Regions from separate parts of the Sus scrofa genome. Here regions 2, 3 and 4 are each linked to region 1. Evidence: chromatin contacts called from public HiChIP or PLAC-seq and promoter capture Hi-C data. All regions are on one chromosome and are shown on one strand. Each heading gives the region's core, a stretch centred on a gene start, on an enhancer-like site or on the middle of the called end of the contact. The rest is flanking DNA. Distances are from core to core; before and after follow the strand shown.

Region 1 (5,617 bases), core at 331-2,830:
CTGGGGTGGAGCCAGCAGGGCCCCTGTGGGCATCTCAAAAGGGGGCCCTAGCGGCAAGCCCCCGGTGGGCTGCTCCTCAAAGCCCTGGGTGAAGGAGTCCAAGGGGTGGACTCCCAAGGGGATGCTCAAGGGATTCTTTTCCTCAGAATTCAGAAGCATGTCTGCGCCTTCCTGGAACTTGGAACTCTGCGCTTCAAATTCAGGGCTTTGGGTTTTGAACTCTGGATTCTGGGGTTCATACCCCGGGCTCTGGGATTCATATCTGGAGCTTTGAGATTCATATCCAGGGCTCCCAGGTTCATACCCAGGGCTCTTGGGTTCATACCCAGGGCTCCGGGGTTCATATCCAGGGCTCTTGGGTTCATACCCAGGGCTCTTGGGTTCGTACCCAGGGCTTTGGGATTCAAAGTCGGGGCTCTGAGAATCTGATTCAGGGCTTCTGGGCGCAAATTCAGGGCTTGGGGGCACAAACCCAGGGCTTCGGGACTCAAAACCTGGGCTTTCAGGCTCAAACCTGGGGCTTTGGGGTTCAAACTCTGGGCTTTGTGACCCAAACCCAGGGCTCTGGGGTTCAAGCCCAAAGGGTATCTCTTCGACCTCATAGTCCCCAGTGCCTTCTTGCTGAGAAATTTCCTCTTCCTCATTCTCACTCATGTTGCCTGCAGGATCAGAAAATTACAGAAAACCCAGATTGTGTGGGGCATGGAAGGTCTCTGGGTCCCACCACTAGTTGCCACAAGCCTTTTTCTCCTCCTCAAGCAGGGTCGCTGGCCCTCGAGCAAGTGCTGAAATTCCCACCACCCCCTCAGCAAATCCAGGACACCAGGTCCCCGCCCCCCGCCTCCTCCAGGTCCCAGGTGTCCAAGCCCCCGGCTCTTTTCCCCTCCCTGCAGCCCCCTCTCCCGCTCCCAGGCACGCTCCTCGGAGGGGCGCTCCCTCCCTCACCTTTGAGGGACCCTTCGGGGCTCCCCATTTCGTCACGACTTTGCACATCCTGGGGCTCGAGGCCCCATGGCGACGCCTCCCGTTCCATCCCCGCCGGCTCCCAGTGCGGCGGTGGCGGCGGCGATGGCGGACGATCCTGCGACCCGGGTCTGAGTGCCCTGAGACCCAGGCCCTCGCCGCCCGCCCGCTCAGCGCCGCCCAGGGGACCTGGCTGCCCAGCGTCGGCCCCAGAGGCCGGACGTCTTGACCCTGGGCCTCTCCGGCCGGCCGGGCCCCTCCCCTACCCGCGGCCCCGCCCCCACCCACAAGGACTCGGCTTGCCCTGGGGTCTCCTCAGGCCCTCGTGCGTTGTGGCCTCGGAGGTGAGGGGCTTCGCGACTCGCCTTGCCGCCCCGGGATACCGCTCCCCGCCCGAGACCCCGCCGTCTGGCCCCCCAGCCCGGGCAGGGCTGCGGCTGGCCGACCCCCTCCCCTCCGCACAGGAAGTGTCCGTCCGCGGCCAGTTTCCCCCGCTGGCTAGCGCCGCGGCCTCTCTAGGAGCGGCTGGAGGTGGAAACTCGTTGGCATTAACCCTGGGCTGGATGGCCCGGGCGTCGAGGTAGGGGAGGACGGGGCGCCCTGCAGGCGCCAGGAAAGGCTGGGGCAGTTTGTGTGCCTATGTGCTAGGTCTCCGTCCGCCTGAGGGCCTATCTGTCCGTATTCCGGGCCCTGCGTCCCTCAGTGCCTGTGGCCAAGGGCGAGGCAACTAGCGAGACCAAGGTCAGCGAGAAGGAGCGACGCTTCCCGGCGCCAGCGGGGGCGGCGTCTAGCTCCCCTCCCCTCCCCGGCCTTGGGGTCAGCTCTGGCCGCGCCTCGGGAAACTGGATAGACGCCCCCCAACTTAGGCTCATCGAGTCTCCCGAGTCTGGGAACCCCTCCTCGAACTGTACACCCCCACCCCATGCGCGCCCTCCCCGACTCCTCCCGGCCCCCTACTCTCTCTGCTCCTCCTAATCGCCACCCTTCCCCCCTCGGTGAGGGCTAGGACCGTTGCCAAGGAAACAACCCCGCCTCCGTTTCCAGAGACACCGCCCCTACCTCTCAGCGAGCTCCGCGATTGGCCGGTGGAGCTCGTGCTCTCACCATCCCGCCCCCTCCCACTACACCAACTGCTAGGAGTTAATGGTCGCCAGGGAACGCGAGGCAGTTTTCTTATTGGTTGCGGGGTGCGCAGGCCGGTTCCACCTCCCCGGTGCTCCAGAAATGCCTGCGGGAGGAGTAGGAGGGAGGTCCCTGGCGTCTCCCTTCTAGACCGGCCTGTGCTTTCAGATCTTTTCCCGCCCCCGTTTACGCCTCATTAAGTTTTATCTTTCCGAAGACCGAAAGCCGAGGGATCTGAGGACAGACACCCTTCCTCCCCGGCCTCTGCCCACACTCTGCTTCCTAGCACCTTCCTTCTCCCCACAGGTTCCAGGTGCTGATGGGGCCCATCGGAGGGATACTGCCAAAGAGAGAAGGCTGCTTCCTTTTCTGTTACCCTGCCTCTCCCCTCCACCTTCCCTGAGTTTAACGCCATATCTGGAGTCTTAATCTCTGGTTCCTGGCTTTTCTCACAGAGAGGCAAGGATCTTTGGGAATCCCTTCAGGTGAAGGTAATAGAGTTCAGGAAGGGAAGTGGACCAAGAGAGAATCATGTGGCCTTTAAGACAGCCTTTAAGACTTTGCAGGCCTGTCCGACTTGCATAGAGGCTTGTAGAGGAAGAGAACCTGAGAAGCACTGCCGTAGGTGCAGTTTTGAATCAAGGAAAAAAATGACCCTGGAAAGAGAACTTAAGAGGATCCAACCCTTGCTACTGAAATTAGTTGGCAGTGTTCCTGACAATGAATGAGCCAGATTCTTCCTATGGGGATGATGCAAGAACTATAGAGTGTGTTTTCTCGTTGCCTTCCCAGACAAAGGAAGGGAAGAAACTGGTTAGGAGGAAACATGGCGTCTTCTATTCTTCTAAAAAGAGATGAGAACAAGAATTTGGAGAATCCCAAGTGGTGAAACGCTGGAGAGAAGCCATCTCAGTAAAGGCTTACAATCACAGACAGGTGTCTTCCTACAAATAAAGTGAGTACTTCTCTGCCCTCCAGAACAGCTTATAGCTCCATGCCTTTCTCCCATCCCAATGTCTGTCTTTGCAGAGAATGACCCACAGAGCCCAGCGCTAGAGAGCCTACATGGGCAGAACACCCTACAGGTACCCTGAGTATGGGCAAAGCTGGACCTGATCACCTCCTGGTCATTCCCAAAGCACAGATGAGAGACAAGCCTTTTGCTTTGCTGCTGCTTCTTTTTTTTCCTTTGGCTTTTTAGGGCCACACCTGCAGCATATGGAAGTTCCCTGGCTAGGGGTCGAATCGGAGCTACAGCTGCTGGCCTACTCCACAGCCCCAGCAACACAGTATCCAAACTGTGTCTGCAACCTACACCACTGTTCATGGCAACGCCAGATCCTTAACCCACTGAGCGAGGCCAGGGATCGAACCCACATCCTCATGGATACAAGTCATTACCCCTGAGCCACAAAAGAAACTTCCAAATAAGTCTTTGTCATGAGGCACTTCTCTCTGACCTCCAACCTGCTTACCCGCCAGGAAATGCACACAGGAGCACAAGCCATGCCCTGCAAAGTGTGTGCAAGCCCTCCAGCCTCAGCCCTGACGTGGTCCACTGCCTGTACTCTTCATAGCATGGGCCACAAGCTCCACTTGTAGCAGAAGTTGGGTCAGGGCTCCAATCTGCTCTGGCACCAGCATTTCCATGGGAAAAGTCAGTCTCACTAGTACCTGGCCAACCTCCATGCAGCCTCCTCCAAGACTGGTCCTCTCTATGCAGTGGGCCTTCAAGAGGCAGCCAGCTTGTGCCTCCCACGTGCCCATAGCAGTGACAGGCTCTAAGCACAGGGAAGCCCCTGATGAGGGTTCCAACTTGACCCTGTGCTTGTCCTGAGCTGGGCAGCCACTTTGGCCACAGCATCATCCCCTGGCATGCATCAGCACTGTGCCAGAGCTAGTCAGTGTGCATCCACCGTTTCTGGTCTGGCCAATTTGGCTCCCCCTGGAAAGAGCCCTAACAAAAGTTCTCAGTGTGAGAGGGGCTCCTGTGTGAATTTCTTCCTTCCTACATGTCAAAGACAAGCCCTCTAGCCCTCTAAGAGGCCTCAATCAGATGCTACAAGGATGCCCTTGTTGACTGAAGAGGATCTGAGGTAACAGAAAGAGACCGTTCATGACACAGGCCCCTTTGGGAAGAACAAGAGAAATGAGAGTCCCTGTGTAGGGCTGGTCATCGACTGGTCTGACATATTTGTACTCTTTTTTTCTTTTTTGGCTTTTTAGGGCCACACCCAAGGCATATGGAGGTTACCAGGCAAGGGGTCTGATTGGAGCTATAGCTGCCGACCTATGCCAGAGCCACAGCAATGCAGGATCTGAGCCGAGTCTGCAACCTCCACCACAGTTCATGGCAATGCCGGATCCCTAACCCACTGAGCGAGGCCAGGGATCGAACCCACAACCTCATGGTTCCTAGTCAGACTCTTTAACCACTGAGCTACAACAGGAACTCCTGGTCTGACACATTTGGAGCTGGCCCTGAGACCAACCCCTACTCTTGCAAAGCTGAGAGCAGCTGTAAAATAACATTTTTAGGTTCAGAGCAGTGGTCCTTTCAAACTTTAGCAGCCATAAGTTTCCATCTCTGGAGATATTGATTCAAAAGTCTACAGCAAGGCCCAGAAAAATAGCTCCCTTTTCTTTCTTTCTTTGTCTTTTTAGGGCTGCACCTGTAGCATATGGAAGTTTCCAGATTAGGGGTGGAATCAGAACTACAGCTGCCAGCCTACACCACAGCCACAGCAACACCAGATCCAGGCCACATCTGCAACCAGCTCATGGCCATGCCAGATCCTTAACCCTCAGAGCAAGACCAGGGTTAGAACCTGCATCCTCATGGATACCATTGAGCCACGACAGGAACTCCCTTAGCTGTATCTTAAAGAGGCACTGTACTGTATATGATTCTGTGGCAAAAAGGCCTTACTTCAAAAAATACTGGCCTAGAGCAGGTTTTAGCCTGAGTCATAAATGTCTTCGCACTTCCTATTCCTAGAAAGATACACTTAAACAAATATTCCCAAAAAACTTAGGGGTCCCTGGAGCTCAAATAAATACTTAGCCTCTACATGGCTTGGACAAACTCAGGATGGGCTATGTGGTCATGGCCTTGACCTCTCAGTCTGGCCAGATGGATAGGATTCATATTTTCATTGGTGCAGACAAGCATTTCTCCTGATGCACTGATGAAGCCTCAGGAAAACCCTCTTCCTGGCTTGAAGGGCTTCAGGGTCTGAGCTTCAAAGACCTGTGGTAGCAGAGAGAAAAGGGAGCTCTAACTTTGGAAGAAGTACTTGTGCCAAGAAATAAGAAGAAGGGGGTGAGGCTCTTAGCTTCATTGTTCCATGACACTCAAAAACTGGAGTTCCCATCATGGTGCAGCGGAAATGAATCGAACTAGGAACCATGAGGTTGCTGGTTCGATCCCTGACCTCGATCAGTGGGTTAAGGATCCAGTGTGGCTGTGAGCTGTGGTGTAGGTCACAGATGCAGCTCGAATCTGGCATTGCTGTGGCCATGGTGTAGGCTA
Region 2 (6,547 bases), core at 2,901-5,400, 280 kb before region 1:
GAGCCGCATCTGTGATCTACACCACAGCTCATGGCAACACCAGATCCTTAACCTACTGAGGCCAGGGATCAAACCCACAACCTCATGGTTCCTCGTGGGATTCATTAACCACTGAGCCACAACGGGAACTCCCCAGCACCACTTCTAATCAATTATCAAACTCAATCTTCCTGGTCTTTCGCCTATCTACCCCTGCTCTCACCTCTACGATTACTGTGAATGCTCAGGACCTAAGCATCTCTAACACCGTCTCTAATTCCTAACTGGCTTCTCTGCTTCTAGTCTCTCCTCTTTCCAGTTCATTCTCCCCACTGACCACCAGACGGATGGCTCTAAAATTCCAGCCTCAGAGTTCCCACTGCGGCGCAGCAGAAACAATCCCAACTAGTATCCATGAGGATGCTGGTTTGATTCCTGGCCTTGCTCAGTGGGTTAAGGATCCGGTGTTGCCATGAGCTGTGGTGTAGGTCGCAGATGCAGCTTAGATCCCGTGTTGCTGTGGTTGTGGCAAAGGCTGGAGGCCACACTTCGATTTGACCCCTAGCCTGGGAGCTTCCATATGCCATGAGTGCGGCCCTAAAAAACAAATAATAATAATAATAAATTCCAGCCTCACCTGCAGGAAAACATCTATGGATCTTAATAAGGCACATGTGAGCTCTCTTAATTAACTCCGGGCTACCTGGCCTGCGTAGCCCAGCAGTTAAACTGCTTCCGGTCCTGCCATCTCCCCGCCCTAAAGAACACACTCGCGCGCCCACGCTCACGCCACTGAGACTCACCTCTGCGCCTCTGCTCACACAAGCCTTACCATGAGGTATGCCCCTACCACCCGCTCTTGCCCCAGGAAATTTCTTCAAGTGTCCCCTCCTCCAGGAAGCTCCATGATTCCTTTCCTTCCTGTCCCAGCTGAGGCCAGGACCAGCGCCCCTCTCTCTGTCTCCGTTTTTGTCATGGGCACTTACCCATTTGGACTGTAACTGGCCATTGCCTTGACTGGCACCACACTAAACCGTGCCCTCTTCAAGGACTGAGATTGTACCCTTCATTTCTGTCCCAAGCGCCTAAAACAGGAACTGGCCTATCGTGTGAACTCTGAAACGCCTGGTTCATTCTGAGTGGCTTTGTCACCCACGGACCCAGTACACACCTCCTCGCAAGGGGATGGCAGGCAGTGTGCCTTGGTGCAGGTACCGTTTCTATCAGACCTAGAGGTGGCGGGAGGGAGAGGAGAAGGCTGAGGACTCTGAATTCAAGGGTCAGAGCCGAACAGAATAGGACCGTGTGGTTTCAAAAAATCCCCATACCCTGCTGGGATGGTGTCAAACCCTTGCTCTCGCCCCTGCGGGGGGGCTCGTCTTTCTCCCAGGACAAAAAGGCATCTCCCCTGAAGCCGCACTCACCGGGTATCAGTGCCTGGGGTCTTGGTGAAGAATGCTGGAAGCAGAGGCCCCAGTCAGAGAAATTACTATCCCCATGGCCAGGAAGAGCTGTGGCTGGGGACGAAGGGGCAAAGGCAGTGCCTGGCCGGCAGGGAGGGGTGGGTACTGAGTGACTGAGCAGGGGGCACGGTGTAGTCCCAGGGCTGGCTGTGAGATGGGGGCGATGGGTTTGGATTCCTGGAGGGGTCAGCTGTGGTTGGGAAAACCTCAGGGACTGGATCTAGGTGTAGGTGAAGGAAGTTCCCGTTGTGGCGCAGCAGAAACAAATCTGACTAGGAACCATGGGGTTGAGGGTTCAATCCCTGGCCTCGCTCAGTGGGTTAAGGATCCAGCATTGCCGTCAGCTGAGGTGTAGCTCGCAGTTGAGGCTTGGAGCTGGTGTTGCTGTGGTGTAGGCCAGCAGCTGTAACTCGGATTTGACACCTAGCCTGGGAGCCTCCATATGCCGCAGGTGTGGCCCTAAAAAGCAAAAAAAAAAAAAAAAAAAAAAAAAAATAGGGGGAGGGGACGGTCTCTAGACACAGTGGTCCTGGGGTAGGGGTCACCATGTTTGGATATCTGAGTCCCTCGGTCTTCCATCTGTTTTTCCTTGGTGGACACAGGGTTTGTGTTGTAGGCAGCTATGAACAAGGCCTCGTCTGTGAGTTCTGTGCTGATCCGTGTCAGGAATTCTTCAGAACGGGAAAGCTTCTGGGAAAGGAAAGTCAGAGGGGTTCAGCCTGGGAGTTCCCACATGGGAGTCCTGGTCCTGGATGCTTCCACGCAGGGGTTGGGGGGCTCTGGGTCTAAGAAGCCTTGTATGGGAGAGCTGGGCTTTGAGATGTGACCTCGGAGTTCCCACTGCGGCTCAGCGGTAATGAACCTGACTAGAATCTGTGAGGACGCAGGTTTGATACTTGGCCCCGCTCAGTGGGTTAAAGACCCAGCATTGCTGTGAGGTGTGGTGTAGGTCGCAGACACAGCTCGGATCTGGCGTAGCTCTGTCTTGACCCCTAGCCTAGGAACTTCTATATGTCATGGATGCGGCCCTAAAAAGACCAAAAAAAAAACAAAAAACAAAAAAAAAACACCCAACTAGTATCCATGAGCATGCAGGTTCGATCCCTGGCTCCACTCAGTGGGTTAAGGATCTGGGCCTTGCTATATAAGCTGCAGCATAGGTCACAGATGTGGCTTGGATGTAGGCCGGCAGCTGCAGCTCCAATTTGACCCCTAGTCTGGGAACTTCCATATGTGGCAGGCTCAGCCCTAAAAAGGAAAAAAAAAAAAGAGAGAGAGAGAGAGAGATTTGATCTAGAAGACCGTGGAAGTGGAGGGCAGCCTTGGGTGACCTCAGGACCTAGTGCTGGGGACTCTGGGCTCAGGGTGGAGGTTAGGGTCTCAAGGCTGGGAGATCTCAGTGCCCTCAGCTGAGAGCTCTCTACTTCATTTCACCCCCACCTCAAGTCCTCTCGGACACTCACCAGACCTCCACTCAATGAGGCTGTAGAGGTCGCTGCTTGGGACAGCCGGCTGCCCTTTTTCTCCTCATTCCTGGTAGGAGTGGATGTCATCCCCCTGGGGACAGTTGGAGCCCATGTTAGGCTGCGAAACCAGCCTCCTTCTGCCAAACCCAACCCACCACTCTCGCCCAAGGCCTTAGAGGACTGTGTCAGTTTCTCTCTGAAGCGGGGGGGGGGGGGGGGGGGGGGGGGGTTGGAGTTCCCGTCGTGGCTCAGTGTTTAAGGAATCTGACTAGGAACCATGAGGTTGCAGGTTCGATCCCTGGCCTCGCTCAGTGGGTTAAGGATTGGGAGTTGCCGTGAGCTGTGGTGTAGGTTGCAGACGCAGCTCGGATCTGGCGTTGCTGTGGGTGTGGTGTAGGCCGGCAGCTGTAGCTCCACTTCGACCCCTAGCCGGGGAACCTCCATATGCCGCGGGAGCGGCCCTGGAGAAGGCAAAAAGACCAAAAAAAAAAAAAAAAAAAAAAAAAAAATCGCTGCCTTAAATCTTCCTGGGGGAGGGAGTGGGACACCCACACGCCCGCCCCCTCTCCCCTGCCTCCACTCGGCCCGGCGAGAGCCTCGCTTTCCTTCTTCCCATCCAAGGCCCTTCTTAAGACAAGGCAGCCCACTTGCCACCCCCGACCTGGCAGATGGGTCGAAATCTTGGGCTCCTGGGCAGAAGAGGGGACAGGGAGGTCTAAAAAGCCCTTTTAGGGGCCGTGGGAGCGGGGAGTTGGGGGAGAAGTTTGGAAAAAGGGGAACCCAGGGCGGCTCCGCTACCCCTTACTACGAAAACTTTGGCATATGCAAAGGTTCCGCAGCGCCGTTGCCAGGAGACTAGGGATTCTAGAACCACAGGGGTAAGGGCATTTTCCTAGCTTGTCGCATTCGCAACTCCTCCGCTCCCTGCTAGGTCCCTCTTAGGGGTCAGTGACTCTAGCGCTAGAATCTAGAGAGACCTGGGAAGATGACACAGAGTGGAGCCTGCGACCTAATCCTCCCACCACTAGGGGCACGCGAAAAGCAGCCCCCCCCCAGGTCGCCCTTCGGGCCCTCTGGCTGTCATCTCGTTGCCTGGATCCTGCAAGAGCTAATGAGGGTGGAGAGAGGGGGGCGGGGAAGGAAAATGTGGACTGTACCAAATAACCTGACCTCTTGGGGGTGCAAAAACGCGAGAGAGCGGAATCTTCTCCCCTTATCTTTGTCTCCAGGAAGTCATACCCTGCACAGAAAGGAACGTAGAGACATTTATCTAGGCCTCCTTCTCTTTTGGCCTCTCCTTTTCAATTCCCTTTTTTGCTCGACGACTATGTTTCTTTTTCCCCTCTCCTCCCTCTGTGCTTTGGTACAAGCCGATGGTAAGGGGCGGAGGGAAGACAAGGAAGCCAGCAGGTCTTAAAGGGGCCGCAGCCATTTCAAAAGCCTCTTCTTCCTTTCTCCAATTTTGCAAGGTAGAACGCAGTAGAGTAGGTTCCGGAAGCCCAGCACAGCTGGAGCAGCAGAGGCCGCAGCTGGAGGCAGGAAGAGGCGAGCGTCTGCCCTGAGGAAGGGCAGGGTGTTCGCTCCCGGCTCACAGCTGGGTTAGCCCATGCTACGGTCGACATTGAGCTTTAACATCTGGGACCCGGCTGGGGCAGCAGAGACCTGCGCGCAGTGGGCGCGGCCGATGCGCCAGGCTGGAGGGTGAGCGTCGCGCCGGGGCTGGGACAGAGTTGGCACCTCCGGATAAGGCCCAGAGCGGCCAGGGGGCCTCCGCGATGCCAAGCGAAAATATCTTCCTGTTTGTGCCTAACCTTATTGGTGAGTGCTGTCCGCGGCTCCGGGCCGAACGGGAGGGCCAGGGGTCTTGGGCAGGCTTCCTGATCTGCCCTGTCTCTCCCTCGTCCCGTCCCAAGGTTATGCCCGGATTGTCTTCGCCATCATTTCTTTCTACTTCATGCCCTGCTGCCCCTTCACGGCCTCCTCCTTCTACCTGCTCAGCGGACTTCTGGACGCTTTTGATGGACACGCTGCTCGAGTCCTTAATCAAGGTGACAGATACCTCCTCCCAGCCAGCCTCGAGGCCCAACAACCCTCTGCCCCCTTTTCCTGCTTCCTCAGGTACTCAGGAGCTCTGTCATTCCCATCTCTGTAGAAAGCAGAGCAGAGTGGCCCGCTTTTGTAGCGGAAGGGATTTAAGCTCGCAGTTGAGAAGCACTCTTTGAGAGGAGGGGTGTGGGATGGCAAGACTGGGCGTGGCAAGTGGCAGTGCTGCCGGCCTCTCCGAAGGATTAAAACATCCATTCAACAGATGTTTATGTTTATTGGTATCTCCTGTGTGGCAGGCACCAGCCAGAATGATTCCAGAAGGTGGGTTTGGAAGGCAGATGGAGAGGGAAGAGGGATAGTTTCTGGAGGGTTGTCTACTTTTTGAATCTGTTCACTTCCAAGACTTCCCTAAGATTTCAAGTCTTCTTGTCTGGAGACCTGGACCCTGGATTCTGGGGTTGATGAGCTCTAGAGCTAGCCTCCCCACTTCTGCTTTGTTCTCTCTGCATTCCCATGTGTTCTGTTTTGTGGCACGGTGACCCTGGCCCTTTGGTCCAGGCAGAACAGTCTCCTCGCCTCCCCAGGCAGTGGATGCACCGTCACCCTTAGACTCTGCATCTGAATGATCCACCAGATACGGCCCCTGTCATCCATCCACCGCCTCCTCCACAGCTCTTTGCCACCTAATAGCCACCATTTTTCAGGGACCCGGTTTGGGGCCATGCTGGACATGTTGACAGACCGCTGCTCCACCATGTGTCTGCTGGTCAACCTGGCCCTGCTGTACCCTCGAGCCACCCTTCTCTTCCAGCTCAGCATGAGCTTGGATGTGGCCAGCCACTGGCTGCACCTTCACAGGTCTGTCATTCTGGGCGTGATGACCGGGTGGGGAGGGCTGAGGTCATATGGCGGTGGGGGCAGTGTCTTCAGGCTTCTCGGGAGATCTCCTTTTTAGCTCTGCTTTGCCGAACGACCTTGGGCAAATCTCTGAATCAGCTTCAGTCCTGTTTTACAGCTGGATTCAGTAATTCCTGCAACTTTTCTGGCTGGTTATTCAAGGATTCCACAGAGCAAACATCCCTTGGGCTGGAGTTCCTGTTGTGGCTCAGAAGGTTAAGGACCTGACACATTCTGTGTGAGGATGTGGGTTCGATCCCTGGTCTCACTCAGTGGGTTAAGGATCCTGCGTTGCCACAAGCTGTGGCGTAGGTCCCTGTGACTTGGATCCAGTGTTGCTAATGGCTGTGGCGTTGACCACACTCGACCCCTAGCCTGGGAACATCCACATGCCCCAGGGGCAGCCATAAAAAGAAAAATAAATAAATCCCTTGGGAAGGGGCACGGGGCTTTTGAGTCCTGATTCTTCCCCTAGCTAGGTGGCGTTGGGCAGGACAGTGGTCTTCAGCTGTGCCCAGTCCCTCCTCTGTTCAACGAGGCATCCTGACACCTGCCTCCTGGGGGTTGGCTTTCAATGTAATGAACGCTCATGGATTTCCCCCTACTTTCTTTCTCCCCCAAGTTCTGTGGTCCGAGGCAGTGAAAGTCACAAGATGATTGACCTGTCGGGAAATCCAGTGCTTCGCATCTACTACA
Region 3 (6,376 bases), core at 2,886-5,385, 410 kb before region 1:
TGTCATGAGCAGTCAATTAATGTTAGCCCAGACAATCTCTCCCCACCACTCCCATCTCTCCTGCTGTAAACCACCCTGACCTCAGCTGTTTCTCAGATCTGGTCTGCTTGTTTTCTCACTCTATCTCTGCCCTCAGGTCTGTGGCTGTCTTTTTGTCTCTCTTCCATTTTCTCCCACCACATTGCAAAAAGAGGGAGAATAGGAATGAATGAATGAGTGAGTGAGTGAATGAATGGATTTGAAAGAATGAGTGGGTTCAGAGATCAGTCTGGGCTTGAATTCCAGCCCTACTAAGTGCCGGCTGTGTGACTCTATGACCTCGGGCAAGTTTCTTATGGATTACCCTTAGGTTCCACCCTGTAACTTGACTCCACTTCTGTCTCAGGGTTGTTACAAATATCACTTAAGATCTGACTCTCAGAGGTTTCCAAGATCTGACTCTCAGAGGTTTCCATTGAGCCCGACTAGTATACATGAGGATGCAGGTTTGATCCCTGGCCTTGCCCAGTGGGTCGGGGGAGTCCAGCGTTGCCATGAGCTGTGGTGTAGGTCGCAGACTTGGCTCAGATTCCCCCGTTGCTGGGGCTCTGGTGTAAGCCGGCAGCTGCAGCTCCAATTCGACCCCTAGCCGGGAAATGTCCATATGCTGCAGGTTCGGCCGTAAAAAGACACACACACACACAGACCTGATTCCCAGGACATGTCCGGCATGGACCCGGGCACCTGGCAGCTGCCTGTCCCTCTCCTTTCCTCCTTGATCTCCCTGACTCCTCCTTTCTCTGCCCAACAGACACTGGCTTTCCTCTGCTTATACGCAATTTGCTGTGCCCTACTTCATCTATGACATCTATGCCATGTTCCTCTGTCACTGGCACAAGCACCAGGTCAAGGGCATGGAGGGGACGAAGGGAGGCCCAGAGCCCGGGGAGCATCTGGGCCGTGGCGCGAGGCTACCTGCACAAGGAGTTCCTCATGGTGCTCCACCACGCCGTCATGGTGCTCGTGTGCTTCCCGCTGTCGGTGGTGAGTGGGGGCTTCTGAGAGCCAGGGCCTCCTGTCTGGATCAGGCCAGCACCACAGGGGCTCAGGAAGCTCTCCCCGGATCCAGGTTCCAGCAGGACGGGCCCAGGATGGAGGGGGCCCCATGCAGGGCTGACTGAGCTCCAGCCCAGCCCCAAAGAGCAAGAGGGTGGACCCCGCCCCGCTGTGGTGCTTTGGAGCTGCGCCTCAGTTTCCTCATCTGCAGTATTGGGTACACTGTCTCACCTGCAGCACGGTGGGAGGGATCCAGGAGGGGTGCTCCCAGTTTTGCTACTGTTCACATGTGCTCAGGCTTTCAGAGCGAAGCATCTCCAAAAGCGACAGAGAGGAGCAAGGGAGGGCAGGTGCTGCCCAGGAATCCAGGGTGCCAGGCTCTTTCCTTCCTCTCCTCGCAGGTGTGGCGTCAAGGCAAAGGAGATTTCTTTCTAGGCTGCTTGCTGATGGCAGAGGTCAGCACCCCCTTTGTCTGCCTTGGCAAGATCCTCATCCAGGTGAGAGGGGAGCTGAGGGTCTGTGGGCTTGGGAGGACAAGGGAAGGGTGGGTACTTTAGGGAAATCTTTGGGGATTCTTTAAAGGACAGGTGAAGGAGTTCCCGTTGGGGCTCAGTGGGTTAAGAGTGAGAATAGTAAATCCGTGAGGATGCGGGTTCCATCCCCGGTCTCTATCAGTGGGTTAAAGACCAGACGTTGCCTCGAGCTGAGCTGCGGTGTAGGTCGGAGACGCGGCCAGGATCTCGCTTGGCTATGGTTGTGGCGTAGGCCGGCAGCTGCAGCTCGGATTGGAGCCCCAGCTGGGGAACCTCCATATGCCGCAGGTGCGGCCCTTAAAAAAAAAAAAAAAAAAAAAAAAAAGAAAAGAAAGAAAAAGGTCAGGTGAAGAGGCAAGTCTGGGAGGGACTGTAAGGTGACGTAGAGGGGAGGCGGCAGAGTCCTGGGGCTCTGAGCTGGCCGGGGTCCGGAGCAGGGAAGGCTGGGAGGTGGGCGGAGGTCCAGGGGGCGGAGCTAGGGGCGTGACCGGAGGTAACCCCGCCCCTCACCGGGCCCCTGCTCTGCCCGCCCCTCCTCGCAGTACAAGCAGCAGCACACGCTGCTGCACAAGGTGAACGGGGCCCTGATGCTGCTCAGCTTCCTCTGCTGCCGGGTGCTGCTCTTCCCCTACCTGTACTGGGCCTACGGGCGGCACGCGGGCCTGCCCCTACTCGCCGTGCCGCTCGCCATCCCGGCCCACGTCAACCTGGGCGCCGCGCTGCTGCTCGCCCCGCAGCTCTACTGGTTCTTCCTCATCTGCCGCGGGGCCTGCCGCCTCTTCCGGCCCCGGGGCTCCCGGCCGCCCTCTCCCTGTCAGACCCAGGACTGAGGGTGGGGCCAGGGGACCCTCCCACCCCACTCCCACCCGGTGGGGCCAGGGCTCTGGGACAGCTGGGTGGGGGTGGGAACCAGGGGTCTCTTGCCCTGACAGCCCCCCGGAACGGACAGATGGACTCGGAAGGGATGGGGACTTGTCCCCTCAGGGGCCGAGGGCAGGGACTCGGTGAGATGGAAGGCCTGGAGAGGGGACCGCTTCCCACAGTGCCTCAGCTGAGGGCAGACCCGCTCCTGCAAACCCCTTTCTCCATCACCTCCCCGGGACCCTGGAGAAGCGAAGGAAGAGGAAAAGTCACACCTCTTCGGGCTTGAGGCTGGGGAGACTGAGGGACCAGGACTCAAAGAATCATGGGGGAGGCCCTGCTGCCAAGGCCATCCCAGCCCCCCTGCTGCAAACTCCTCTCAGCTCCCTGTCATCTAGGAGGTGTGGGGGGACACCCTATCTAAAGCCTGTGGCTGTCCCCACAGCTCCTCTCCAGGGGAGGCCAGCCTGAGGAATCTTATTTATTTTATTTATTCATCCAAATTCAAACTCATTTGTCGGGGTGGGGGAGGGAGGTGGCTGCTACCGCCCCCCCAGCCTTCCCAGTGCTGAGCAACCCTGCGGGCAGGCGGGAGGGGTGCCTGGTCCCTTCCCCGGTTTAGGCTGCACATCTTGCCCTCGGGCCCTGGCATGTCCCTGGTGCTACAGACCTCTCTAGGCTTCCTCCATTCTGGGGTCGGGGGACCCTGAGAGGTGCTTTACAGACCGCTAATAAAGTCGATCCGCGTGAACGCCACCAAGGCCCTGGTCACCCAGTTCTTTGGGCTGGAAAGGGAGGGGTGCCTGGGGATAGAAAGCCTGATGACCACAGGACCGGGCAGGACCCCCTGGCTGGTCACTGAGCAGTCAGGCAGAAAGAAGCAAGGACTTTTATTCATCTGCAGGAGAGGAGGGCCAGTGAGGGCACTCAGGGCAGAGTCCGGGGCCCTCGTCCAGCTTTTTAGGCCCCTTTGTGGCAGCTCCTATGGGGTGTGGAGATCAGAGATGGGAGGTCACGCAGCCCCCCACCCCCAAACCCTGGGATTTTGGGTCCTCTGGCCTCTTCCCAAGGAAGGCAGAGGTGGTGGGAGGGGGCAGGCCTTACATGTGTGTGCAGAACTGGAAAAGCAGGAAGAAGAAGGCCGCCACCAGAGCACCCACCAGAATATGATGGAAGAAACTGGAGTCAGAACCTGCTAGACAGGGGGAGACAGGGGCCCCCGGACTGACCTCCGATGGAAAGGCCAAAGGCAGCGGTCCTCCAGGCCCTGGCGAGGAGGGCAGCCCCTTCTTAAGCTGGTTCATACCTGAGTTAACAAAGATGACAGGTCTCTCGCCAATGAACTGGGCCACGGCCAGGAGCCTGGCTTGGTCCGAGTCTGGGTAATCAAAGAAATCAGGTCTGTCTAGGAAGAACGGAGACTCTGCTCTCTGGGCCAAGGCCTTGACCTTTTCCGGGCTGGGCGCTGGGGACCCAGAGCAAAGTCTATGAAAGAGCCAAGTGGACCCCTGTCCCCCACCCAAGAGGCTGAGGCAGACCCAGGGCCCTGTCAGGTCACATGGCCTTAGTGCAGCTGTGGAGGGGCTTGATTTTATTCTAGGAACTTCTTGAGGGTCAGCTAAGCTCTCCTGGAGGAGGCCCACACTGGGCAGGGAGGATGGGAGAGAAGCGTGGCGAACAAAGGCCGGGCCTGGCCTCCCAGCCTCTCAGGGGCCCTGACCCCCTCCCCCCCACCTTAGCCTTCCTCCTGCCCACTGTTCCCAGGGCACCATCCCACCTGGTGCTACGGTCCCCAGCCCAACCAGCCACATCCACACCCACACCCACTGCCATGGCCTCATCACCCCTCCACTCCTGTGATGGCTGAGGGCTCTGTGATGTCACAGCCCAGAGCCATTCTGATCACACAGCCTGGGGTGAGGGGAGAGAGAAAGTGCTGGGATCTGGGACCCTCCCCCCCAAGCCCCGGAATCAGAGGAGAAGAGAGGTTGGGACCCACAGAGCCTTTGGGTTGATGCTGATGATAGAACAGTAGGAGCCCCAGGATTTACAAATAGGAACTCAGTGGGGCATTCGTGATGAAAGCCAGGAAATCTATATTTGTCTAGCAGGCCCTGTAGATTTGATGGTGGTAGTCGGGGCTAGGGAACAGGGCTAAACATTTCCGGTTACCCCTTGGATTGACCACAGGTAGCATTTCTTGAGCATGTGCTACTATGCCAAGTACTTTACATGGACTGATTCATTTAAACGTCGTAAAATCCCGTGAGGTAGGTACTACTGACCTCATCTTACAGAAAAGGGGACCAAGGCACAGAGGGGCAGTGATGTGGGCCACACACATCTCCCAAGGGTGTGTCTTTTCTTCCCTGAGGTTCCCTCTTGCCTTGTGTCCCCAAATGCAGGGGCAGGGGTCTACCCCATCCCCCAAACCCAGTCTTAGGGCTCAGCTGAAGGACAACCTTGGGGTTAGAACCAGCGAAATAACAGGCATTTCCACTAGGTGGCAGCAGTGCCGCCTGCCTGCCATTCCCATGTTCTAGCCCAAGGAAGGCACAGCTCCCCGACTCCAGGTCCTCCCGCCTCTTCCCACAGGTTGTATCAGGCGCTGCAGGAAAAGGTATCGCTGGGGTGAATGGCCAGCAGGGGGTTGTCAGAGGAAGTCCCCGGCCCATCTCAGGGCAGGTCCCTTGGTCATGCACAGAGCCTTCACAGGCTCCCCTCTCTTCCCTAAGGGCCATCCCATTTCCTCTTTCTAGTTTCTGCTTTTCCCTTGCCACTTCTCTCAACAGCCACTTTCATTCCTATGGCTCAGTGGCTGAGTTAGCTCCCCTCTGATTGGCAGGCAGGCCTGTCTGTCCCACATGAGTCACGCCTCCCCCAAGCCCAAGGACACTTCAGGGTCTCCTGGGTTTCACTACACAGATGCCTGTTCAGCAGCCCCAGTTCAGTGGTGTGCCCCACACCAGGCAGGTGTCTGTGGCATGCGTGCGTGTGAGGTCCTTGGCTCTTACCTCCACTGGGTCCCCACCCCTCAGCTTTCTGATCCTCAGGGACCACCCACCCATTCTCCTCGCCCTTCCAGGAACTAACTGGTCAGAGTTAGCTTCTACTTCCTAAACAAGGAAGCGGCTCAGAGAGAAAAAAGGCGGTGGTGGGGGGGGGAGGGGAGGCAGACTAACTTCTATGGTGCCTCCCCCCACCAGGACTGGCTCACAGGGGCCTCTTTCCTCCATATTTTTCTAAGAAAGCATGGGACTTAGCCAGCGTCACAGGCATGTGAGAGGCAGCAGGGACACAGCTGGCTCCAGGCCTGTATGCAGCTGTCTTGAGGGGGGAGAGCTTGCTGGGAGGCAGGGTCCTGGGAGAAGGGGGTCCTGTGCCTTTAGCCTTTGGAGCAGATTTTGCAGTTTCCCCTACTGCCTCAAAAGAATCCAGCGGCCCTCTCTACCCGAAGAGGCCTTTAGGATACAAGCAGTGAATTATCCATTCATTTATTCATCCAACCATTAAATAAATGTATCGAACTCCTATGATGTGCTAGGCTCCATTTATGGGCTTAGAGAGAAATCACCAGGGCATGGCCTCTGCCCTCAGGGGACCACAGGGGAGAGAACGCATGGATGCACCTCGTTAGGGTAGAGACAGACAACCCCTAAGGGGCTGTCTACACTTGCTGTCATCGCTCCCTCACCTTGAATGTATTCTTCAACCCCTTCAGACCTGGCTTTGTCCCCGTTCCTCCACTGAAGTCACTTTTGCCAGGTCCGCCCACGACCCCACAACTTGCCACACCTGTGACTTCTCTGTTGGTTCTGTCTCAGCAGCGCATAGAGCACCCTGCCTCCAGACACGGGGGCCACAGTCACCGATTTTCCCGACTCCTCCTCTCAGCAGCTCAGGCTTGGACCTTCTCTTTGCTATCTATACCCTCTCTCCCTACGTGA
Region 4 (6,388 bases), core at 565-3,064, 390 kb before region 1:
TCTCTTCTTCTCACCTAGGTCCCAGGTCAAACAATCCTCGCTAAAAAGAGTCTTTCTTAAACCCTTTATTGATTTGCAGCCTGCCATGTGCTTGTGCGTGGTATGTATGCTAAGAATGGCTTTTCAGTTTTTCAAATGGTTGAGGAAAAAAAATCCAAGGAAAAATATTTCATGATGTGTGTGAACGTTATGAAATTCAAAGTTCAGTATTCATAAATAATGCTGTTTTGTCTTTTTAAGGCTGAACCTGCAGCATATGGAGGTTCCCTGGCTAGGGGTCGAATTGGAGCTGCAGCTGCCAGCCTACACCAGAGTCACAGCCACAGCCACGGAGGACCTGAGAGGAACTCCCATAAATAATGTTCTTAAAACAAAACCAGGAGTTCCATTGTGGCTCAGTGGAAATGAACCTGATTAGCATCCATGAGGACACAGGTTCCATCCCTGGCCTCACTCAGTGGGTTAAGTATCTGGCGTTGCCGTGAGCTGTGGTGTAGGCCGGCAACTGCAGCTTTTATTCAGCTGAGACGCTGAAACAAAAGGTATATGTTCTGCAAAGTCTACTTGGCTCTTTTCCCGCTCTCTTTCCCCTTTTTCGCCGCACCTGAAGCATATGGAGGCCACACCTGAGGATCTCAGGCCAGGGATCAAATCCAAGCTGCACCTTCGACCTACACCACTGCTTTAACTGCTGCAGTGACGCGGCCGGATCTTTAACCCACTGTGCCACAGCAGGAATGCCTACTTAGCTCTTTACAGAGAACGTTTATCAACCCCTGCTTTATTCCAATCACTACCATATCACCCTGATTTTATGCCTTTCGAATCTAAAACTCTAGTTTATTTCTTTGCTCTCTTATTACACCTAATTACAATACAAATTCCCAGAAGCTTTGTGCATCTCAGTCACCACTGCATTCCCTGTGCAGAGCACAGTGCCTGAAACGAAGTAGATATCCAGTAATACTTGAGTTAACAAACAGGGGAGGTGGAGGGCAAGCAACCAGGCTTAGGAACCACCAGAGGTGTACTGGCCTCCAGTCTAAAAGGAGGGCCCAGTGAGCTGGCTGGAGCGCCAGGAGCATGTCCTCCACCAATTTTCCATGACCCTGCTCACCAGAAGAGTCTTCATCCACGTTCTCGTACTGCAGAAGTCGGTCTAGGAGGAAACTGAGGAAAGAGGCGGGGGGAACAATGAGTGTTTATTCCCATCTCTGCAACGTTCTCTTGAGCCCCCGTCCCTTCGAACTGGCCCCGTCCTCACAACAGTCCCCAGGCAGGCATCATGCATTTGTGGCCCATTCCAGGGTGGGGGCCGAATGTAGATCTACTCTGGTCTCCCTCCTCCCCTCGGAGCCTGTCTCACCTCTTGTCCCGGGACACCTTCAACAATTTTCTCTGTGCCTTCCTCAGTTCCTCCTGGAAGCACTCGTGTTCCTGTATCAAGGGCAAGGTGGATGCTGAGCCACCTGCCATCCGTAAATGGGGCTCGGAAGCCGGCCACAGAGTACCCTGCTCCCTTTACACAGAACTAAACGGACGTCCTACCAGCGCCAGGCCTCACCCCCCTCCACCTTCCCACTCCACCCAGCACTCACGTAGATGAGGAATTTGAGCTTCCGCTTCAGGTTCCGGTATTTCTTCTTGTAGTCCACTTCGCCATCCGCCGGCCCGTTCATGACTGGGTCCGGGAGTGGCGCCCCAAACCTAGTCCGGGGTCCCGCTACCCGAAAGCCGCCTCGGCCCGGCCTCTTCCGCTTCCACTTCCGGAGACTCGGCTAGGCTGTGTTCGCTGGGACTACAACTCCCAGAGTCCACCGCGCCCAGAGATCTTGACCACAGGGGGTGGCTCCGAGGGACCACCGTGAAAGGAGCGTTGTTTCCAGGGGATACGCGGAAGATGGCGCCGCCGCGACGTGAAGACGTCACAGAGATGTCGGCTGCCGAAGGGCTTCCTTACTGACTTGGAATGTGCTTAGCGATTTGAAGCCACAAGACGAATTTCTCCCTGGAATTCCTAGTCTCTAGGTGGGGACGCCCTTTTCTTTCTGTCTTTCGAAAATCACAGAGGCCTAACTGCTGCCCGTGATCACGAACGGAGGCAGCGTCGCAGGTTGATTGCGTTACCCAAAGGTTGCGGGCTGCGAATCGGTTTCTAAGGAAAACTTTCGAAGCGCTTCGTTCTTAAAAAAAAAAAAAAAAAAAAGAGGAAGGAGCTGCGAGACACCCCCCCCCCAAACACACACACTGCCCGGGGAGAGCAAGTTTTGTCTGGTAAAGTTCTCGGTCTAAGCGGCCCGCAACGGACCTTCAACGGTCGCTAGCCTCACGGCTCTACGACTCTGCGCGTGCGCAAGCTCCTGTCAAACGCGTGGACGGAGGCCGGGAAGAAAAAAGGCGGGAGCCACCAGTATTCTGGGTGGAGCAAAATGGCGCGGGAGAATGAGATGCAGGAGTTCACCCGTAGCTTCTTCCGAGGCCGCCCGGACCTCAGGTGCACCGGAGGTTGGCGTTGGGGTTGGAAAGGGCAGGGGCGGGACGGGGACTCTGTCCTGACACGTGTTTCTGCAGCACGCTTACGCACTCCATCGTGCGGCAGAGGTTCTTGGCTCACGCCGGCCGCGACCACCTGGAACCTGAGGAGAAGCAGGCGCTGAAGAGGCTAGTGGAGGAGGAGCTGCTGAAGATGCAGGTGAGGGCGCCAGCCGGGGTCACCAGAGGCGGGGGTTGTGGAGGCGGCGGCGGAGGAGCCTGAGGGGGGCGGGGCCGAAAACAACCTTGGTTCATGTTTTGCCCTCTTGATGCTCCACACAGGTGGATGAAACGGGTGCCAAGGAAGAGAGGCTCGACCTTGCCAAGAAGGCGAAGAGGTCTCCCACCCTCTGCCATGACCGAGAGAGGAAAAGGTTCCGTTTCAATTCAGAGTCAGGTTAGTGCTTTCTACATAGGTGGTCCATTCAAAACGTATTTACTTGTTGCGCGTGAGCTATGCCCCAAGGCCTTAGATGAGGGCGCTGGATGGGTGCGTCAGGCACTAGGAAAAGGGTAGACTGAGCGCTGTCTCCTACTGCCCTTCCGTCTGTCAGAGCAGGATTAGAGGCAGTTTATCCCAAGTGGAGGAAGAAAGTGACAGGAGAAACCTCTCCCAACCTTCTCTTCTCTCCACATTCCAGAGCCCAGCTCTGCAGCCTCCAGCCCAGACTGCTTCAGCCCCCCAGCAAAGAATGAGACGGCAGAAGTCAGTCCCGCTGAGGATGAAAGGCCAAAGCGTGCCTCGAAGAATGCAGTTGAGGAGAGCAGTGATGAGGAAGAACAGCAGAGAGACCTGACTGCAACGATCAGATTAGCAAACGAGGTGGTGAAGGAGAGCAGTGAGGAGGAGGAAGAGGGCTCTGCCAGGAGGAGGAAGATCTGGAAAGGAGAGAGCAGTGAGGGAGAGGAGGAGGGAAAGGAAGAGAAAGAGAACAAAGATGAGGAAGACGAAAAGGCACCCAAGGGCAGGACTAGGAAGAAGCCCGGGGCAAAGAACAAGCAGGCCTCAGGCAGGGCCTCAGCCAGCCGGAAGCTGGCCAGGGAGGCGAGTGAGGACAGTGAGGATGAACCTGCCGAGAGGATAGGAAAGAAGGTGGGAGGAAAGGAAGGAGCTAGAAGCCACCAGGAAAGTGAAAAGCAGAGTGAGGAGGAGACCCTAGCCAAGCAGAAAGAGAACAGAGAGGAGTGGAAACTCAGAGCCCAGAGCAACGGAGGGAAAAGGTCAGCTCGGGAGGAGCAAAGCTGTAAGCAGAAAAGCAGGGCAGAAGACTGCTGGGAGACCAGGAACAGAAGGAAAAAGCAGCCACAGGCAGTGGGGATACCAGTGATGAAGATGAAAAGCCCCTAGCGCAGAGCAGGGACAGGACCGAGCAGAAGGGTGGGGAAAGGCAGAGTGGCAGCAGTGAGGCGGAGGAGGAGGACGACAGCTGGAGAAAGGTGACACCAACTACTGGTAAGACAGCCACGGTGGGCAGTATCAATGGTGAGGCAAGTGACTCAGAGAAGGAGGTGAGTGACATCGAGGCAGAGGGGAGCCCCAAGAGGGAGAGGAAGAACCGCTCTTCCAAGAAGAGCTCCAAGAAAGGCAGGACACGCAGCTCCTCTTCCTCTTCCACCGACGGCAGTCCGGAACCCAAAGGCGGGAAGGTGAGGGTTGAAGGTGGGGTGGGAGGCTGCCATTAGGGATGAGGGAGCTCTTGACGCAAGCCCAGAAGGCGTGGCCTTCAGCTGCTGTCTTTCCTGGCCAGGCTGGCTCAGGTCGTCCTGGTGAGGACCACCCAGCTGTGATGAGGCTAAAGCGCTACATCCGGGCCTGCGGTGCCCATCGAAACTACAAGAAGCTGCTGGGTTCCTGCCGCTCCCACAAGGAACGCCTGAGTGTTCTCCGGGCAGAGCTGGAAGCCCTAGGCATGAAGGGTGAGGCTGGGCGCACCCCGGGGGCTGCAGGAGGACCTTGACTGCCAAGGAGAGACTCACAAGCTTCTTCCGCCCCAGGTAACCCTTCCTTAGAGAAGTGTCGGGCCCTGAAGGAGCAGCGGGAAGAGGCAGCTGAGGTGGCCTCCTTGGACGTTACCAACATCATCAGTGGGTCAGGTGAGGGGCTTCCTCTCACTCCCCAGGAGCAGATGAGGTGCAGACTTTCTCAGACAACTCATCTCCCACCTTCTCCTCCCCTCTAGGCCGGCCACGCAGACGCACAGCCTGGAACCCTTCGGGAGACGCAGCCCCGCCGGGGGAGCTGTACCGCAGGACCTTGGACTCAGAGGAGGAGCGGCCCCGCCCTCCACCCCCAGATTGGTCACACCTGCGGGGCATCATCAGCAGTGATGGCGAGAGCAGCTGAGCTTCCCCCGTCCCCAGGAGGGACGTTCCACTTGTAGAAAGTGTATAAGGCAGCCCCACCCCAATTCTGTGCCTGCAGAGCAGAAGCAGCTTTCTTCAGAGACTTGCAGCCCCCACGGACAGATTGTTGGGATTCTACTTCTCAGCTTTGCATCCTCACTTTAAGGTGTTTACAGGGGTTTACTTTTAAAGACACAATAAAGGAGCGTTTGCATCACCTCATCAGAACTTTGGTCCAGGAAGCTGAGGAGCAGCCACACTGTCCCCCTGGTCTGGTTCCCCTTAATCTCCCTCAGTTTCTCCCAAGCCCCAGCCTCCCACCAGGCTTGATCTGAGAAGAGTGTGGCTCCTTCCTCCACCCTGGCCAGCGGGGCCCTCTGATCACCCTGCTATTAGCTGTGTCTGATAACCAAGTTGGGAGGATGATCTGAACAAATGCCCTTAAGAAGAATGTGAAGCACAAAATGAAAGGGCTTGGGAACAGCTGTTGTTTATGTCTTTCTTCCCCCTTCTGGAAACAGCCACTTAGTTCAGGGGTGATTCTTTCAGCCTTTAAGGGGTGGGTACAGGACCTAAACCTGACCAATCAGAGCACCCCAGGCCTCTGGCTACAGATCAAACCAATCAAGTCACTTCAGGACTGCAAGAATTCTTGCTGTGGAGATTGCTGGTACGCTGTAAGCTTGGAGGTGTTGGGGTCTGCGGGTGAGGTGAACCTTCTGAAAATCTGAAGCTAAAGCGAAGGGAAGCAAGAGGTCCAGAGACTGATGACTTCCCTGGAAGCTCACTCTGGATCTAGTCAAGTCCAAAGTCAGTAAAAATCACTGGAATTTTTAGTTACACAACACAGTAAGTCCTTTTAAAAAACATAAGTTAACACTATCACCTGCCACTGAACATTCCCTAACAAAATTCAGACAGAAAAGGTGAGTCCTGGGATCTGTTAGAATAACCAACAGTTTATTAAAAGCTTGCCCAAGGGGCTCTGTGCCGGCCCCATAGCTGGGAGGGGCTCCCATGACTGCCCCCAGGCCTGGGAGCAGCCCCTTCCAAGGTGATCTGTTCCCCTGCCCAAACTCTGATCTCAATTAAAAAAAAAAAAAAAAAAAAAAAAGATAAAGGACAAGACGGCACAGGACGTCAGACAGCAACGGGGGAATGGAGAGACCCAGGCATCCTGACTCCATGAGTTTCAGGAAGGCCTTTTCCTCCCATTCTCCCCACCCCAGGCTCCAGACCTGCTCTGCCACATCCCAGGTCTGGGTGGGGGCCTGCTGTCCCCAGTCCATGGCCCCATTCCAGAGGGTAGTATAGTTCTCTTTATATAATATATCTAGACCCACCCTTCCCCTCCCCCAGGGGACTAGATGAATATTTGACACACATCATCTCCCTCCTTTCCCGAGGCCGTGATGGAGAGAGACCCTGGCACCATGGTGGGGAGGCAGGGGCACCTGGTCAGCCTTGAGGCACCTATGCCCAAGGTGGCCTTGGGCCACTGGCCAGCCCAAGA

The links. Promoter capture Hi-C pulls out the DNA fragments that hold promoters and counts their contacts. HiChIP or PLAC-seq counts read pairs in DNA pulled down with a chosen protein or histone mark.
Region 2: a promoter capture Hi-C map of liver shows a contact between it and region 1, with 3 times the contacts expected there. The contact joins the promoter of LOC100622642 here to the promoter of ZNF768 in region 1. A contact is called at or near these places in 1 of 5 promoter capture datasets (liver) and 1 of 47 Hi-C or Micro-C datasets (embryonic fibroblasts).
Region 3: an H3K27ac HiChIP or PLAC-seq map of alveolar macrophages shows a contact between it and region 1. The contact joins the promoter of C3H16orf92 here to the promoter of ZNF768 in region 1. A contact is called at or near these places in 1 of 47 Hi-C or Micro-C datasets (embryonic fibroblasts) and 1 of 2 datasets of contacts at active chromatin or transcription factors (alveolar macrophages).
Region 4: a contact with region 1 is called in a promoter capture Hi-C map of fetal liver, with 2.5 times the contacts expected there. The contact joins the promoter of INO80E here to the promoter of ZNF768 in region 1. A contact is called at or near these places in 1 of 5 promoter capture datasets (fetal liver) and 2 of 47 Hi-C or Micro-C datasets (embryonic fibroblasts and liver).

What each region holds. Positions count from the first base shown.
Region 1 is chr3:17,807,297-17,812,913 of Sscrofa11.1, reverse strand. It overlaps ZNF768 (zinc finger protein 768), which reads right to left and starts at 1,580. Exons shown (of 2, transcript XM_005653012.3): 1 at 946-1,580; 2 at 1-659. The coding sequence starts at 1,033. LOC102158302 (a long non-coding RNA gene) reads left to right here and starts at 1,929. Exons shown (of 2, transcript XR_002342367.1): 1 at 1,929-2,576; 2 at 2,878-3,062.
Region 2 is chr3:18,089,570-18,096,116 of Sscrofa11.1, reverse strand. It overlaps LOC100622642 (putative protein T-ENOL), which reads right to left and starts at 4,150. Exons shown (of 6, transcript XM_021086430.1): 1 at 4,079-4,150; 2 at 2,906-2,999; 3 at 1,988-2,132; 4 at 1,404-1,437; 5 at 1,151-1,208. The coding sequence starts at 2,995. CDIPT (CDP-diacylglycerol--inositol 3-phosphatidyltransferase) reads left to right here and starts at 4,684. Exons shown (of 6, transcript NM_001167642.1): 1 at 4,684-4,726; 2 at 4,822-4,956; 3 at 5,659-5,812; 4 at 6,474-6,547. The coding sequence starts at 4,684.
Region 3 is chr3:18,220,682-18,227,057 of Sscrofa11.1, reverse strand. It overlaps C3H16orf92, which reads right to left and starts at 4,135. Exons shown (of 2, transcript XM_021088372.1): 1 at 3,736-4,135; 2 at 3,530-3,621. The coding sequence starts at 4,135. The coding sequence ends at 3,530. It overlaps FAM57B (protein FAM57B), which reads left to right. Exons shown (of 7, transcript XM_021088005.1): 4 at 791-910; 5 at 912-1,023; 6 at 1,437-1,532; 7 at 2,111-2,406. The coding sequence ends at 2,398. LOC110260083 (a long non-coding RNA gene) reads right to left here and starts at 1,865. Exons shown (of 8, transcript XR_002342905.1): 1 at 1,267-1,865; 2 at 955-1,058.
Region 4 is chr3:18,197,518-18,203,905 of Sscrofa11.1, reverse strand. INO80E (INO80 complex subunit E) reads right to left here and starts at 1,814. Exons shown (of 6, transcript XM_021088007.1): 1 at 1,599-1,814; 2 at 1,367-1,437; 3 at 1,118-1,170. The coding sequence starts at 1,679. HIRIP3 (HIRA-interacting protein 3) reads left to right here and starts at 1,999. Exons shown (of 8, transcript XM_021087988.1): 1 at 1,999-2,494; 2 at 2,572-2,692; 3 at 2,815-2,929; 4 at 3,174-3,794; 5 at 3,797-4,179; 6 at 4,281-4,449; 7 at 4,528-4,626; 8 at 4,713-5,097. The coding sequence starts at 2,430. The coding sequence ends at 4,876. TAOK2 (serine/threonine-protein kinase TAO2) reads right to left here. Exons shown (of 18, transcript XR_002342897.1): 18 at 5,814-6,388.